2 separate regions of the Mus musculus genome follow, and region 2 is linked to region 1. A link is a contact called in public promoter capture Hi-C data. All regions are on one chromosome and are shown on one strand. The core of a region is the stretch at or near the end of the contact, and the rest is flanking DNA. Distances in the headings are between cores, read along the strand shown. Region 1 overlaps Gm31340 (a long non-coding RNA gene). Region 2 holds the start of Ranbp3l (RAN binding protein 3-like).

Region 1 (3,362 bases), core at 117-2,616:
GGCTGTAGCTATATCTGCAACCCCAATTCTGGCAGAATAGGATTCTGCGGGTTCACTGGCCAGCCAGTTTAGTCTCAACAGACAGCTCTAGGTTCAATGGGTACTCTATGTCAAAAAACAAACAAACAAACAAACAAACAAACAAACCAAGATGGAGGGTAGTGAAGAAGACATCTGACGTTGACCTCTGACCTCCACACATGCATGCCTGGGTGAGCACAGCCACACCTAATGCACACGGAAGAAAGTCATTCTCTCTCAATTCCAATCAAGCTAGAGTTGGTCCTACCAGTGCAGCTAGGAATGCTGACTGATCGACTTCCTCTCCTTGACACTGGATAAGTGATGTCTTGCTTTATGCTATTTGGCTTCTGTTATTACAAATAATTAATACCAGATAAATTTGGGCCATGATAAATGCTACAATAATCTATTCAGGGCAAAATACTGAATGCTGTGTGAAACATTAAAAATTGCATTTTTTTTTTCTGCTAAGACTCTGAAACTTCAAAGGCAGCCTGATCATTGTACAGGGAAAAGAGTTTTCTTGGAGCGTGGCCAACAAGACTTTGCCTTATTCAATTGTTTCTGAATTAACCTTACTTAATCATCTCTGATGCCTTTGCACTTGGGCCTCCCTGTAGCACGAAGTGCTTCTTTGACCAGACTGTCCAAAGCGTGCTACAGGAGGTCACGTAAACATAAATTGAAATGGGGTGGCTGTCCTTTGTGGACAACCATTATTTCTGCCGGATTCTGACTGATTTATTGAGAGCCCAGAATTCCAGGCATCCTTCAGAAGATAGCCTTAACTAAACCTGTCAGTATAGAAACTGCAGGATTAAAACCCAGAGTCTAGATTCCCTCAGCACATGGAGAAAATGAGTCTGTGGGAGACACCGACTTACGTGAGGGTCCACTATGAATCAGAGGCAAGGTCAAGGCAAGCAAAAGCCCTGGTCAAGAAAAACCCAGGACGCCCTTGGCAGACTCATGTTTAAAGAGAGACACAAAGACCTCTACCTTTTTCTTTCTACTCCTGGGTCCCGTTGATGAAATCAACACAGAGACAGAATTTAAAATGGCCTTCCTACCAGGAAGTGAGCACATTGGGCTTTGGGGTAAGGAGGATTGCCTGAAAGTCGCCCCCACTTGTGAAGAAATCTCTCCCCCTTTCATGGTTCTTCCCTGAACTCCAGAGTCAGTCAAATGTATTTCTCCCCGGGGTCCTTTAGTCTTTGCTTAATGAGACTGCTGGTTGCCGAGGGTGGGATCGACATTCAGTTCTGCACAGCTTGTATTCATCTTCCTGAGAAAGGACATTGCACAAGAAAGGATTGCCAAGGGCAACCGTGGTGGCATTTCTGAGAGAGCGGTGGCATTCCCCACAGTGAGAGGAAAGGCCGACTGTTCACTGGCGGATGGAGGGTGGTGGAGGCAGGAGGCAGGACTCCCAGAGGAACTATAACGCTCTTACACTACCAGACCTTTGGTTCTTGTTTTGTAACCACCCCGGGGTCTGGTTTGCAGGACACTGGAGCCAAGTTTCGGTTGGAGGGAAATTCGTGGGGAGTAAAAATCGCTGGGTCGCAAGAGAGTTAGAACATCTCAATTGCCTTCACGGACCAAACACTGCCAGCTTCAGACACCCAAATGGATTCGTCATTGAGTCCACGGCCGAGAAACCCAGGTCTTTGACTTGCCCGTAGTAAGGGCCCGAACAATGCTCTTAAAGGCTCAGCATACAGTAACTTGGACTACAACTTGCTGAGCGTGTGGCCTGAAGGCAGGGTAGCTGGCAAGTTGGACGGAGTCAGTCCTCATGCCTCAGACCAGAAGCAAAGAAAATGGACTCCCAGCTCTTTGGCCTGTGTATTGCTCGGGGAGACAGTGGGCAAAGGAGCTGTTGCTCCGTGAGGTTGGCACTTTTGGTGGCTCCGGCTAAGTTCCAGCCATGCTTTGCTCCCTAACTCAGTGCTCCGTCTTTGTCCAAACCCCACATTTTCTCTTGGAAAAGAAAGGCCTCCTAGATGCATATGACAGGGTACGCATTGTTTGGGGTGAGGGCTTTTTTTTTTTTTTTTTTTCTAACCAAGCTGGATCGTTCTTCAGCTTCAAACTTTAAACACAGAGTCACAGTTTACAGAAAAACCCTCCGAATTAGAAAGGAAACCTCACGTTCTGGTTGAGGCCTAATTGACATTCAAAATAAACTGCACGTTTTGAAAGCCTGCGGTTTAATGTGCTTTGACGTCTGTATTCACTACTTGATTGTGGTGACATCATCACGGCCTAATGAACGCATTCATCACTTCCTCCACGAATTTCTCTCGGGCTCCTTTGCAGTCAACCCTGTCCCCCTTTCCTGACCCAGCCTATGCGCCCCCAAAATCTCCAGGCAATGTATATCAGCTTCTCTTCATGTTAGTCTTCATTTTCTAGAGGCTTATCTAAGTAGACTCTTATAGTACATACTCTTTCTCTGCTCTGGTCTCTTCCAATGAGCTTTATGGGTTTCTTGCTTTCAAAAAAGTGGCCCGCTTAGTTGAAGCCGCTGAAATCATTGCTGTAGCGTTGCACATAGCACACCCTTACTATTGTTTTACTATCTGGAGATCTGGAGATGCAGATGTCTTTATGTTCCTATAATAGTGATCTCAGTCTTCTCCATTACATCTCCAGTTTTCCTGAATAAAGAGGGCCGTCAGTATTACTGACTTTTTCAAGCCCAAAAGCTCTTGCCTTCACACATTTTTCCCTTCTGTTTTTCTGTTAATTGACCTTTGTGTGGATATTTACTATTTTCTTTGGTTTCTCTCCCTCCCTCCCTCCCTCCCTCCCTCCCTCCCTCCCTCCCTCCCTCCCTCCCTCCCTCCCTCCCTCCCTCCCTCCTCCTTCCCTCCCTCCCTCCCTCCTCCTTCCCTCCCTCCCTTCCTCCTTCCCTCCCTCCCTCCCTCCCTCCCTCCCTCCCTCCCTCCCTCTCTTCCTCTCTTCCTCTCTTCCTCTCTTCCTCTCTTCCTCTCTTCCTCTCTTCCTCTCTTCCTCTCTTTCTTTCTTTCTTTCTTTCTTTCTTTCTTTCTTTCTTTCTTTCTTTCTTTCTTTCTCCAGTTTCTTAAGATGGGAGTTGAAGTCACTGACTTGAGAACTTTCCACTTTCTGACAGAAGTAGCTACTGATGCATGTCAGAAGAAAAATGGCTCACTTCCCCCTCTGAGACCCTAAAGGTGTGGGTGTTTGTTTCCATCTGTGAGTAAGCAACTGATGCTGGAGGAGACAGGCTGTGTGTGCTCTGAACCAATCCAGTCTGGATCCTTTCTACCTAGTGATGATGTCAGATCCCACCAGCTAAGGGCTCAGTCCCA
Region 2 (3,112 bases), core at 19-2,518, 190 kb after region 1:
TTAACCCTAAAAAAGCAGTTATAAGTGTAACTCAAAGCTCAGGGCATTAACTCAGGTGCATCCCTGCTGCAAATTATACAGCCACTGCCGAGGACTCCATAGTGTAACCCCAAGCAGAACCCTAAGGGTCCCCAAGCATCAGCCCTAGTCTCTAACATGGTAGCACTTGTGACAGACCTACAGAAAAGCTGGAGTCCATCAATGAAGGCAAACACCAGCTTTGTGTACAAAGGCTTTGCTCCTTTGTCTGGAACAGAGAATTAAGAAACACATGTGCGTGGGTGTGCATGTGTGTGCGTTTGTGCACACACATTTGGGTTTGGATACATGTGTGACTGTGTGCATTGTCTCAGGTGTGAGTGTATGCCTGGGTATGCACACACAAACATATGGGTGTGAGAGTGTAGATTTCATACTTAACTTTATATCTCAGATTGTGCCCAGGAATCCACTTCTTCAAGTCTACATCTTTATGCCAGCTTTATCAAATAAAACCCAAAATATAATACAAAAAATTCATTTGAATTAGTCACAAGAATTACAAAGGTGAAGTGATATATGCATTTCATGTGTTTTCAGAAATGAAAATATGCTTGGGAAATTGTCAATTGCCTTAGGATGAAAGAAGAAAACAAGAAGAGACACATCTCCCTGCCTTCTAGATATCATAAGGAGGCAACCTTATTAGGGTGTTTTATATCAGTTTCCAAATTCAAGCAGAGCGTCTCGCTCAGAGTCACGCTGCAAGGCAGGACCTATGATATTCATTATGACTTCACTGAGTCTAAGGAGTTTAGGGTTTGCTTTCCAACAGTGATGGACCGGCAAGCACAAGAAACCTCACAAGCTGCCTTGTCTTACAACCCAGAGGCAGCAGTGGTCGAGACTGTGCTGGGAAGCAAAGCTAATGTTTCCGGGTAGTGTTTTGTGCTCCTCTCCTGGAGCCTCGGAGCTGTTTACAGAGTCCGAGAGTCCCAGCAGTACATTTCCATGCGCTCCTGACCAGATCCAGCTGGATCTTTTCCATTTCGCTTGTGCCTGAGAATAACTGCACTGCCCAAGCCCTGCTTTGGGCTTGGGCTTTAATGACAACGCAGCAGAAGCAAGGTGGTTAATTGCTGTGCTGTCCGGACATCTTTACCATCCCTGCTTTGGTCACTCCGTTAAAACAATAAGAATGCTATTTCTTGCCTGCCTCTCTATGCTAATCAGCTAGCCCAGTCTCCTCCCCTCCAGCCTCCCTTAAGAACTGTACACATCCAACTGTCACAGGGGCGAACTCCAACCAGGCAGATTTAATCCTGCAGCGCTTTCCCCCTTTGCTTGTTTCTCTAGCAGTCCTCTCTACACTAGAGGGACTGGACTTTACAGCAGAGAAGGAACTGAAAACGGCTAAAATTGAACGAGAGAGCTAGTTTCACCGAGAGACGTCGTTTCTTTTTGAACATTCTAAAAGGGGAAAGGTCCAGGGCGCTTTAAAATAAACTAAGAGTTAAGTCGTGTTTCCAGCCAAATAAGCTGGCATCTTTGTAGGCAGGAGGTGCGATACTGGTAAATATTTACTGCAGAATTCTTGACCAGTAGAAACCCTGGCATGCTTTTCGAGGAGTAAATGTTTTACATGCGAGGCGAGATCTGCGCGTGCCTCTGTGTTCTTTCCAAGTAACTTCTGAAGACAGTTTTTGATGTCTGGCTAAGACAAACTGCGCTAGTGGTCCCCGAGTCACAGCCAGATCGTTGGTACCATGTCTACAACACAAAGGAAAGACGACAGCCACCTGTTCACCAGTTCGTGCACGCGTCAGCTGCAGGTGCAGGAGGATCGGCAACAGCAAGGTGGGTCTAGAGAGCAAAGTCCTGCGCTCTGTGACTTTCTGACCTTTTGTATGTCTGGGGAAGGGTGGGCTGGTGAAGAGCTTGCACCCTCTGAGAGGAAGAATAATAGGCTGGACAGTAGGTTCCCGTGGCCTCGCTGTTGATTTAAAGGATTATCATTTCTTGAAAGACTTTTGAGAATACATATTCCTTGGAAACAGGTACTCAAACTAGACACTGCCAGTTGTGTAGAGTGTGCTAGGGTGTGTATAATTGAAAACACCCATGGGGCAAGGCTGACTGGGCTATTGAGGAAATTTAGCCAAGAGCAGCTTTGTTAGCCTGGCGCTAACCTCATGTCCTACTACTAGTAGGGGCTTTGCTTACATCTAACTTTGTGAAGACCTCTGACTCATTCAGTTGTGGAAAATGCATATTTTGGCACTCATTTTAGAGTCCAAAGAGATCTGGAACAGACAGTGTGGCATTTGACTTGATGGACACCTAAACGCCACACCTCACCAGGCTTTCCATGAATAATCTTTAAAAGCATTTCAGATTGACTACTCAGCCAGACGATTGATACAAATAGACCAACTACTACTCTATCCCCTTGATAAGGACAACAGAAGACACTAGTGGGAAAGGCTGTGAGCTGATGACACCAGCATCACCCTGCCCCTCCCCCAGGCTAAGAACTTTCCAAACGCATCTAACTCCTTGCAGCCTGTCATGGATCTAGGATATACAGTGCATAAGAGCCTCATTTATTTCTGTGTATACTTGGCTTTGGATTTCACTCTCCTGGTGGGTAGCTGCTAATGGATGGAAACCTCCCACATTCAAGGTAGCGTAGGGGTGCTAACATTTGGTGAATGTCTCAAGCCACCTCCCTGCAAGATTCCGGAGCTGAGCTGAGTGACCTCATGCCACACGGGGCTTAGCAGAGCAGGGACAGGAGATGATTCCTGTGTAAGGAGTACAGTATAAGCCTTTCAGAGCACGCTGGTTAAAAGAGGGAGTTTTGAGCCAATAGCCTTAGACGTGGCACTGTCCACGTGGCTCACGTGTTACTAGGAAATCTTCGGTTTTGTCTAGGTGTTTCTTTGCTGCTCTCTTTTACTTAAAATGTGCAAGGCCTCAGCTTCTCTCATTCAGATGTGATATTTATAATAGAAAATTTGGTGAGAGGAGCCTGGAGAAGTGAGTAAAAAGAAGTCCTGTAAGTGACATCCTAAAGACGCCTGCTGTGAATATTTTAACAGGCAGCCTAGTCTCTTCTTCAATGTATGTGCTT

Evidence for each region. Promoter capture Hi-C pulls out the DNA fragments that hold promoters and counts their contacts.
Region 2: a promoter capture Hi-C map of neural stem cells shows a contact between it and region 1. The contact joins the promoter of Ranbp3l here to the enhancer-like site in region 1. A contact is called at or near these places in 5 of 39 promoter capture datasets (embryonic stem cells, hematopoietic stem and progenitor cells, neural stem cells and 2 more).

Annotation. Positions count from the first base shown.
Region 1 is chr15:8,780,020-8,783,381 of GRCm38.p6, forward strand. All of the region lies in intron 2 of Gm31340 (a long non-coding RNA gene), which reads left to right. Among named protein-coding and RNA genes, the nearest start is that of Gm31340, 71 kb to the left of the region's middle. Within about 2 kb of position 1,367, at least 39 of the 459 cell types and tissues checked have an H3K27ac peak or open chromatin away from gene starts, as enhancers often do. A contact at or near this core is called in neural stem cells, where this site is marked.
Region 2 is chr15:8,966,681-8,969,792 of GRCm38.p6, forward strand. Ranbp3l (RAN binding protein 3-like) reads left to right here and starts at 1,269. Exons shown (of 14, transcript NM_198024.2): 1 at 1,269-1,836. The coding sequence starts at 1,746.